Regions from separate parts of the Mus musculus genome. Here region 2 is linked to region 1. The links are chromatin contacts, called in public ChIA-PET maps. All regions are on one chromosome and are shown on one strand. Each heading gives the region's core, a stretch centred on a gene start, on an enhancer-like site or on the middle of the called end of the contact. The rest is flanking DNA. Distances are from core to core; before and after follow the strand shown.

The links. ChIA-PET counts read pairs in DNA pulled down with a chosen protein or histone mark.
Region 2: an RNA polymerase II ChIA-PET map of memory CD8 T cells shows a contact between it and region 1, with 151 read pairs. The contact joins two enhancer-like sites. A contact is called at or near these places in 5 of 39 promoter capture datasets (the 3T3-L1 cell line, the C10 cell line, liver and 1 more), 1 of 15 datasets of contacts at CTCF or cohesin (pro-B cells), 2 of 484 Hi-C or Micro-C datasets (Th2 cells and cortical neurons) and 7 of 115 datasets of contacts at active chromatin or transcription factors (the 230-238 cell line, T-cell acute lymphoblastic leukemia, bone marrow-derived macrophages and 4 more).

Annotation. Positions count from the first base shown.
Region 1 is chr10:42,697,420-42,700,963 of GRCm38.p6, reverse strand. It overlaps Ostm1 (osteopetrosis associated transmembrane protein 1), which reads right to left. Exons shown (of 6, transcript NM_172416.3): 5 at 2,691-2,856; 6 at 1-481. The coding sequence ends at 426. Among named protein-coding and RNA genes, the nearest start is that of Ostm1, 20 kb to the right of the region's middle. Within about 2 kb of position 1,738, at least 36 of the 459 cell types and tissues checked have an H3K27ac peak or open chromatin away from gene starts, as enhancers often do. A contact at or near this core is called in T-cell acute lymphoblastic leukemia, double positive thymocytes and memory CD8 T cells, where this site is marked.
Region 2 is chr10:42,960,798-42,964,499 of GRCm38.p6, reverse strand. No RefSeq gene overlaps it. Among named protein-coding and RNA genes, the nearest start is that of Gm5079, 29 kb to the left of the region's middle. Within about 2 kb of position 2,184, at least 124 of the 459 cell types and tissues checked have an H3K27ac peak or open chromatin away from gene starts, as enhancers often do. A contact at or near this core is called in T-cell acute lymphoblastic leukemia, double positive thymocytes and memory CD8 T cells, where this site is marked.

The DNA.
Region 1 (3,544 bases), core at 489-2,988:
AGCCTGCTACCATTTGGCAAGTATGTTTCTTTTTCAGAGTGGGCTCCCAGTGACTAATGTGTAAATAGCAGACCTCAGCCTTTTCTGCTTTGTGTACTTCTGCTAACGAGGATAAATCAGAAGTGTCCAGTAGTCATTCATATGCCTGAGAAAAAAGCCCTCACTTGTTATTGTAACAGATATACCTTAAAATATGTAACATTGCTATGTTTGAAAACTAAAAATACAGAAATCTTCAAAAAAAAAAAAAGGGGTGCTCAGGAAAAGGGAATTTGAGAACCCTTATTCAGAATAAATTATAGGTCTGCAGTCCCAACATTTCGTGAGAATGCAACTTGTCCGACCTTGGCTCATCTTCTTCTCGACTGTGCTGTGGTCTAACACTTACTGGCACAACGTGAGGTCGAGTCCCCGTTTTGCAGGCTTCAGGTGGCATTTTCTTGAATGTTGGCAAAACTGGTGCTCGACTTGAGACGTTTGGCTGGGGAGAGACACAGGGCTGAGTTTAAATTCCTGCTCTCGAGGGCTTACCCAGTGCTTACATGCAAACCACTATATTGTCTATTGATTGGCTTAACATGGCTTGATCCAATTTTCCTAGACGTAAAACCTAAGGTTTTTTTTTTAATGAAGAGCATAAAATTAAATTAAGTAGAAGCTACTACCCATGACTTTGTTAAGAGCAGTACCTAATAAAACAGGCATCCACGCTTTCTTGAGCACTGCAATGTTAACGTGTACATAAAGAATAACAAGGAAAGTCCAAGCTAGAAATCAAGCTCTAAACATCTCTTAAAAGACAAGAGTGTTTACAAAGCTTCTACCCCAGTCATTGTTAATTACGAAGTCTGAAGAATTCCTCCTAAGAGCTGGACCAAGACACCACCATAGCTAATACAATCAGGGAAAGGAAAGAATACGTACCGAAGGACAGAACATTGCCTCTATTTTCAGACAAAAGCATTTTTTTTTCAAGTAGGGCACGCGGTGTGTGCCTGTGATCCTGGAACTTAGGAGATTAAGAATGGAGGATTGTGAGTTTGAAGCCAGCCTGGCCTACATAGCAAATTCCAGGCTAGCCTGTGCTACACGGCGAGACCCTATCTCAACACATTCATGCTGGGCGCCAGTTCAGTGGTAAAGGGTATTGCTAACACTTATAAAGTTCTAGCTTCAATACCTAACACCAAGCAAGAACAACAAAACACACATATTGTGTGTGTGTGTGTGTGTGTGTGTGTGTGTGTGTGTAAATGTCACAATGAAATACATTATTCTGAGTTGGCAGCAGTGGCAGGAACCTTTAATCCCAGCGGACAGAAGTGGATCTCTATGAGTTTGAAGCCAGCCTGGTCTACTGCACAAGTTCCAGGATAGCCAGAGCTACACAGAGAAACCATGAGTCAAAAATAAATAAATAAATAAATAAATAAATAAGAAAAAAAGACTCTAGTTTTAAAAAGAATGGTTCTTTTAAAGTTGAGTTATATATCACATATAGCACTATTAGCAAAATATGTAATATTCAGCTATGATTATGATGGCCATGGCATTGAGCCACTAGGTTTAAATAGAATCATGGCCCATAGCCACCTGGCGAGGTCGTGCGTTGAACAGTTGAGTGCAAATGTTTCTCATGCTCTAGAACTGAAAACCCACAGTGTCACCTGCAGTGGGAGTGGCACCCGTGGTGGGAGTGGCACAGGCTGAGATCTGAGAACTGCTGGCCTCATAGGAGGAGCTGCAGCAGGGCTCAGGCGCCTCTATTTCCTTGCCTTGTTTTAAGCTCTGCACAACTCTCAAAGACATAACCATGCCACAGAGCAGTCACATGTCATCAGTTCATGCAGGGAGGAAGGCAGGAGGTGGGGGGAGGGAGAGCAATCGGCCATGAGCATCGGCACATGAACTCTTCACTCACACGAGTATTTGGGGTTATTGTATGTGTCTGTCTGTCTGTCTGTCTTTCTCTCTGTATGGTTTTATTGTTTATTTGCTTTGGTCTTTTGCTGTGTTAATTTGTTTGTTTTTGAGTCAGGTTTGACCTGTGAAGCCATGGCTGGCTTAGAACTCGTCATGTAGACCAGGCTGGCTTTAACTCAAGGATCCATCTGCTTCTGCCTCCTGAAAGCCATATTGCCTGACATTATTTGATCCAAGATTTTTTTTCCATAAAGAATTTCACAGGGATAGTATTTTGATGCTAACATTAAAACAGACTATAGTATTCTTTTGTACAACAAATGTCTGCGAGCACTCACTATGCCCGGGCACTTTCTAGGTACTGGCAATATGACAGACGGTATACAAGGAAACAACTTCTTCTTCTGATGATCTTTATGATCCAATCAAGGGAGACGAATCAAGTAGAACAAACAAATGAGAGAGTTAAGTGACCTCAGCTGTCAGCAGCAGCAAAGCCGCCGGCTTACTGCCTGCGTGCCATAAAGAAAGAGCACAAAGTCTGGTGATGGCTCGGCAGGTAAAGGCACTAGCCACATCTTTCTTAAATAGATCTGTACCTTTCCCCTACATTATGATGATGAAGGTTGAATCCACGGCCTTGTGCATACAGGTAAGAGCTTTGACGCTGTACCCCCAGCCCCTTGACCCCGTAATCTTTTTTGACCCCGTAATCTTTTACGTAGGTGCTCGGCTAAATGGATGGATGACTACAGAAGGGAACTTACGTAGAATGAGTTTGCGTTTCTTTTGCTCTGAGTGAAGGAAGCTACTGAGGTAGAAGACGACAGGCAGGAAGAGAATGAACACAGACACAGCAACCACGGACACCGTGTCGCTGCAGGTGACCGAACAGTTGAAGGTTCGACTCCAAAGCTTCCGAGTAATGTTCATCTAGAGAAACAAATATCATATTATAGTCTCTTTACTTAAAGTTTAATTAAAGTTCTCTTTAATGTCTTAGTATATTTTTGCAATCCAAACATCATTTAAAACAGCGTTAAAAATCTACTGATAGTTGAGAACAATTTCTTCTGCTAGGAGAAAAAAAGCTGGTTTACAATTAGTAACTGTATAATATTTGGTATTATTTTATTTTGGAGACTCTCTGTGCAACCCTGGCTATTTTGGAGCTCACTCTGTAGATCAGGCTGGCCTCGAACTCAGAAAAAAAAAACAAAACAAAACACACACACACAAAATAAGGTATATTCTAAATACATAATTATCACTGAGATATACCAGAATGTCAGTAATTTTATCTCCCAGAGAATGTGTAGTTATAAAACCAGAGTAAAGACTCTGTCTCCTGGTTAAAGGTGATTTAGTACTAAGAGCTGTTAAACAAGTACAGTCATGGGGCTGAGAGGTAAAAACCCCAAGCCCTATGAGCAGCCATGCTCGGTGCCTTTGCCTATCCTAAGCACCACTCGATGGTCCAGAGCAGTGTCCTCTAAGCTGGTTTGATAATGCAGACGAAGCATTCTTTTTTTTGGGGGGGGGGGGAGGTTGTTTTGTTTTTTGGGGGTTTTTTTGGTTGGTTGGTTGGTTGGTTTTTGGTTTTTGTTTTTTTTTTCGATAC
Region 2 (3,702 bases), core at 935-3,434, 260 kb before region 1:
TAGTTTGGGTGTTCAGCAAGGTCACATCTACTTTAACAAGGCCATACCTCCTAGTCCTTTCAAACAGTGCCACTCTCTGATGACCAAGCATTCAAATATATAAGCCTACAGGGCGGGAGGAGGGGGGCAATCTTATTCAAACAAAACCACGAGTTTTATGTCAATTTGACTCGAGCTAGAGTCATTTAGGAAGGAGGACCCTCAGCTGAGAAAATGCTTCCATAAGATTGGCCTGGAGAGGGGTCAGAGAGACGCTCAGCAGTTGAGAGTTCAGGGTGCTCTTGCAGAGCTCCTGAGCTCAACCCCAGCACCCATATGGTGGCTCACAACCATCTATAACTATAGTCCTATGGGATTTGAAGCCTTCTTCTTGTGGACAGACAAAACATCTATACACATGAACTTAATTAATTAATTAATCAATCAATCAATTAATAGCTGGGCATGGTAGCGAATGCCTTTAATCCCAGCACTCAGTAGTCAGAGGCAGGATCTCTGTGAATTCCAGACCAGCCTGGTCTACATAGTGAGTTTCAGGATAGCTAGGGCTACATAGTGAGACTCTGTCTCAACAACAATTTGGCCTGAAGGCAAGTGTGTAGTGCATCTTTTCAGTGATTGCTGTAAATTCAGTGATTGCCCATCCCATTGTAGGTGGTGCCATCCCTGGGCAGGTGGTCCTATGGCTATATGAGAAAGCAGGCTGAGTAAGCCAGCAAAAGCAAGCCAGTAAACAGCATTTCCTCTTTATTGGCTCCCGCCTCCACATTCCTGCCCAGTTTGAGTTCCCACCCTGACTTCCCTTGGTGATGAACTGTGATGTGGCAGATGAAAAGCAAAACCAATCCAAATGCTTATCTTCCCCAAGTTGCTTGCCTTTGTTAGGGTTTCACTGCTGTGAAAAGACACCGTGACCAAGGCTACTCTTATAAAAGAAAACATTTAATTGGGGTTTGGCTTACAGTTTAAGAAGTTCAATCCATTATCATCATGGCAGGAAACATGGCAGTGTGCAGGCAGACATGGTGCTGGAGGAGCCGAGAGTTCTATGTCTAGATCTGAAGGCAGCCAGGAGAGGACTATCTTTTATAGGCTAGGAGGGGGGGGGGTCTGTCTTTTCCTAACTGGGTAGAACTTGGGCATAGGACCACAAAACCCACCCCTACTCTTCCTCCAACAAAGCCACACCCACTCAAACAAGGCCACACCTCCTAATGGTGTCACGTCCAATAGGCCAAGCATATTCAACCCATAACATTGCTCTTCCATGGTGTTTATTGTAGCAATGGAAACCTAACTGCAGCCTCTGGGCACAACTCTTATATGTGTCTACTCTTCTACCACAAAGACAGGGAGCCGAGTGTTGAGATCAACTAGCCAATGTCTGTTTGTGGTGTAGATTTGGCTACTGCATGGATAAACTCTATTAAACAGACAAAAATTTCAGAATTTACTTCACCTTGAATATTTGTATCTGATTCACGGACATCTGTGACTCCCTGAGAAGTAAACTTTTTCACAACCAGAGTTGTGCAACAGAGAGATAAGCCAGCTGCTCAGGGAGGGAACTCCCTATGATGGGAAGAAGCCAAGCAGAGAGCTTCGCTAGACTGTAGGGAAGGCGGTCCAACCCTGGGTGGGGAGGCAGAGACATCACACGATTTTAGGCTGCTTCCTTTTGTGGTGAAAGTAGCCTTTGATAGTTCACGGCTGCAGGAAAATGACGCCATGTCTCATTTCATGGTTTGAAGAAGCATGTTGTTGGTTCGTTCCCGTGCCGGACCCACTGGTAGACTACTTTTCTGCCTCAGCGCCGTGGCGCGGGCCATGTGGTCAAGTAGGTGACAGAGCAAGCCTGAGTGGTTCATGGATATGTTTAGAGAGAAAGATGCTGCTGTCCCCACACTATCAAGAATCGCCATTCTGTCACTGCCAAGCCAGTTCTCCGCCCTCTTCTTCTTTGTCATCTTCCTGTTCTGCCATCCTGTGTCACAGTATCAACTCCTGGTCCCAATGGCAGCTGGCCTGGGAAACGGTGTCTTGGTAAGTGTGCCAAGAAGCCCAAGGTCTCAGGTAGGAAGTCTAGCAGGTTGGCCAGGGGCACAGCTTAGGGAAATGTACAGCTGGCTGCGTAGCACAGCGTCTCCAGACCAGTGTGTGCTCGTAAGTGCAGCACTTGGTGCAGTCTTGTGTGCTGACTGTACTGTAGCCACAGAGGAAGTTACCACAGGAAGTGTCCCAGCTGTTGCTTATTAGCATTAAAACAAAATTACACAAAGCAAATTGTTAGCAGACATGTTGCCCTAATCTTTAACTGGTGGCAGTAAATAAGAGTGATCCTCTTTCAAGTAAATACTAGATTTCCAAAAACCCAGCTTCCAATTGTCCGTGAAGGAATCCTGTGGGATGAGGCTAACTAAGCCTTGGAGGGAGAGACACAAAGGGGCTGCGGCTCCAGCATCCCTAGCTCTGCAGAGCCCAGAGTGGGCTCCCGGGCAGCTGGTGCTAACTTGGCAATATGGAAGGACGCAGGACCGTTGGTGCCTCTGGACATCTGGACATCTGCTGGATTCCCCCAGGGGCTCCCAGTCTGGACCTCTCATGGAACAGAGCAAAATCATGTGGCAACACACAAGCAGAGCAGGGACTCAGCTCTGAGTGTGTTTATGTAAAAAACAAAAGCAAAAAACCAAAACATGTCTTTATCCATGATCTAAACAGTTCGAGCCTGCCTCCACTGGGGAAAGTGGGGTAGGTTATCTTTTGAGTGCATATCCCGTTACTTATGCACTGGGATAGCTCTCCAGGTATCCTCTCTCTAGAATAGTTCTCAGGGAGAGATCAGAAGGTCCTTCAAGACTTTCTAATGATGACTGTGTTCAACAGAACATTGGGTGTTTCTAGTTTTCTTCAGAGATTCAACAAACCCTTCTAAAAGAATATACATTTAATTTTAAACCCATTTTAATTTAAAGAATTATTCTGTGGCATCATCAGGTTCTGGCTGTCATGGGCAGGGGCGGTGGGCACAAACGGTATTGTACGGTTTTCCTAAGAAGTGTATAATTTTGTTCATCTGGTTTGATTCTCAAACCCTCAGCCCAGCATCTCTTCCCAAGTTATCAATTCTGAGCACAGGTTTTGCTGAGGCGTTCTCTCTGCTCTTTTATTTCTGAAAGGGGAAAAAATTGGCAATCCTGTGGAAGAGAAATAACAGGCCCATGTCCTCCCTGGCAGACATAAGTGAAACGCTTAGGCAGTTGTTCCTGGCCGAGGCCTCTCCAGTAAGGCCTTTCCTGCGGCATCCAGGTCCTCAGGTCCTGACATTTCCACTCAGCTGATTCAGAGGAACAAGTCTAGGCACCAGGACTGTTCTGGTCATCTAGCTGTGCACAGAACAGGCCCTGCTACAATAAGAGGAAATGCCTACACGTAACAGACCATGCCGCACCAGACCATGCCGCGCCTCTGCACTACAAAGCTGGAAAGATATTTGAGAACATGCAATAGCTGCTATCCTCACAACCACTTCTTAGATTTTTCAACTCCAGTATCTGGAGATGCATAGACACACACACACAGACAGACACAAATATACACACACAGGTTTATAGACAGGCACAGAAAGACATACAGACACACACAGAGACATCCTTTTTTTTTTTTTTTATAAACATAGTGATCTGGTTTCAGAAAGTGGCG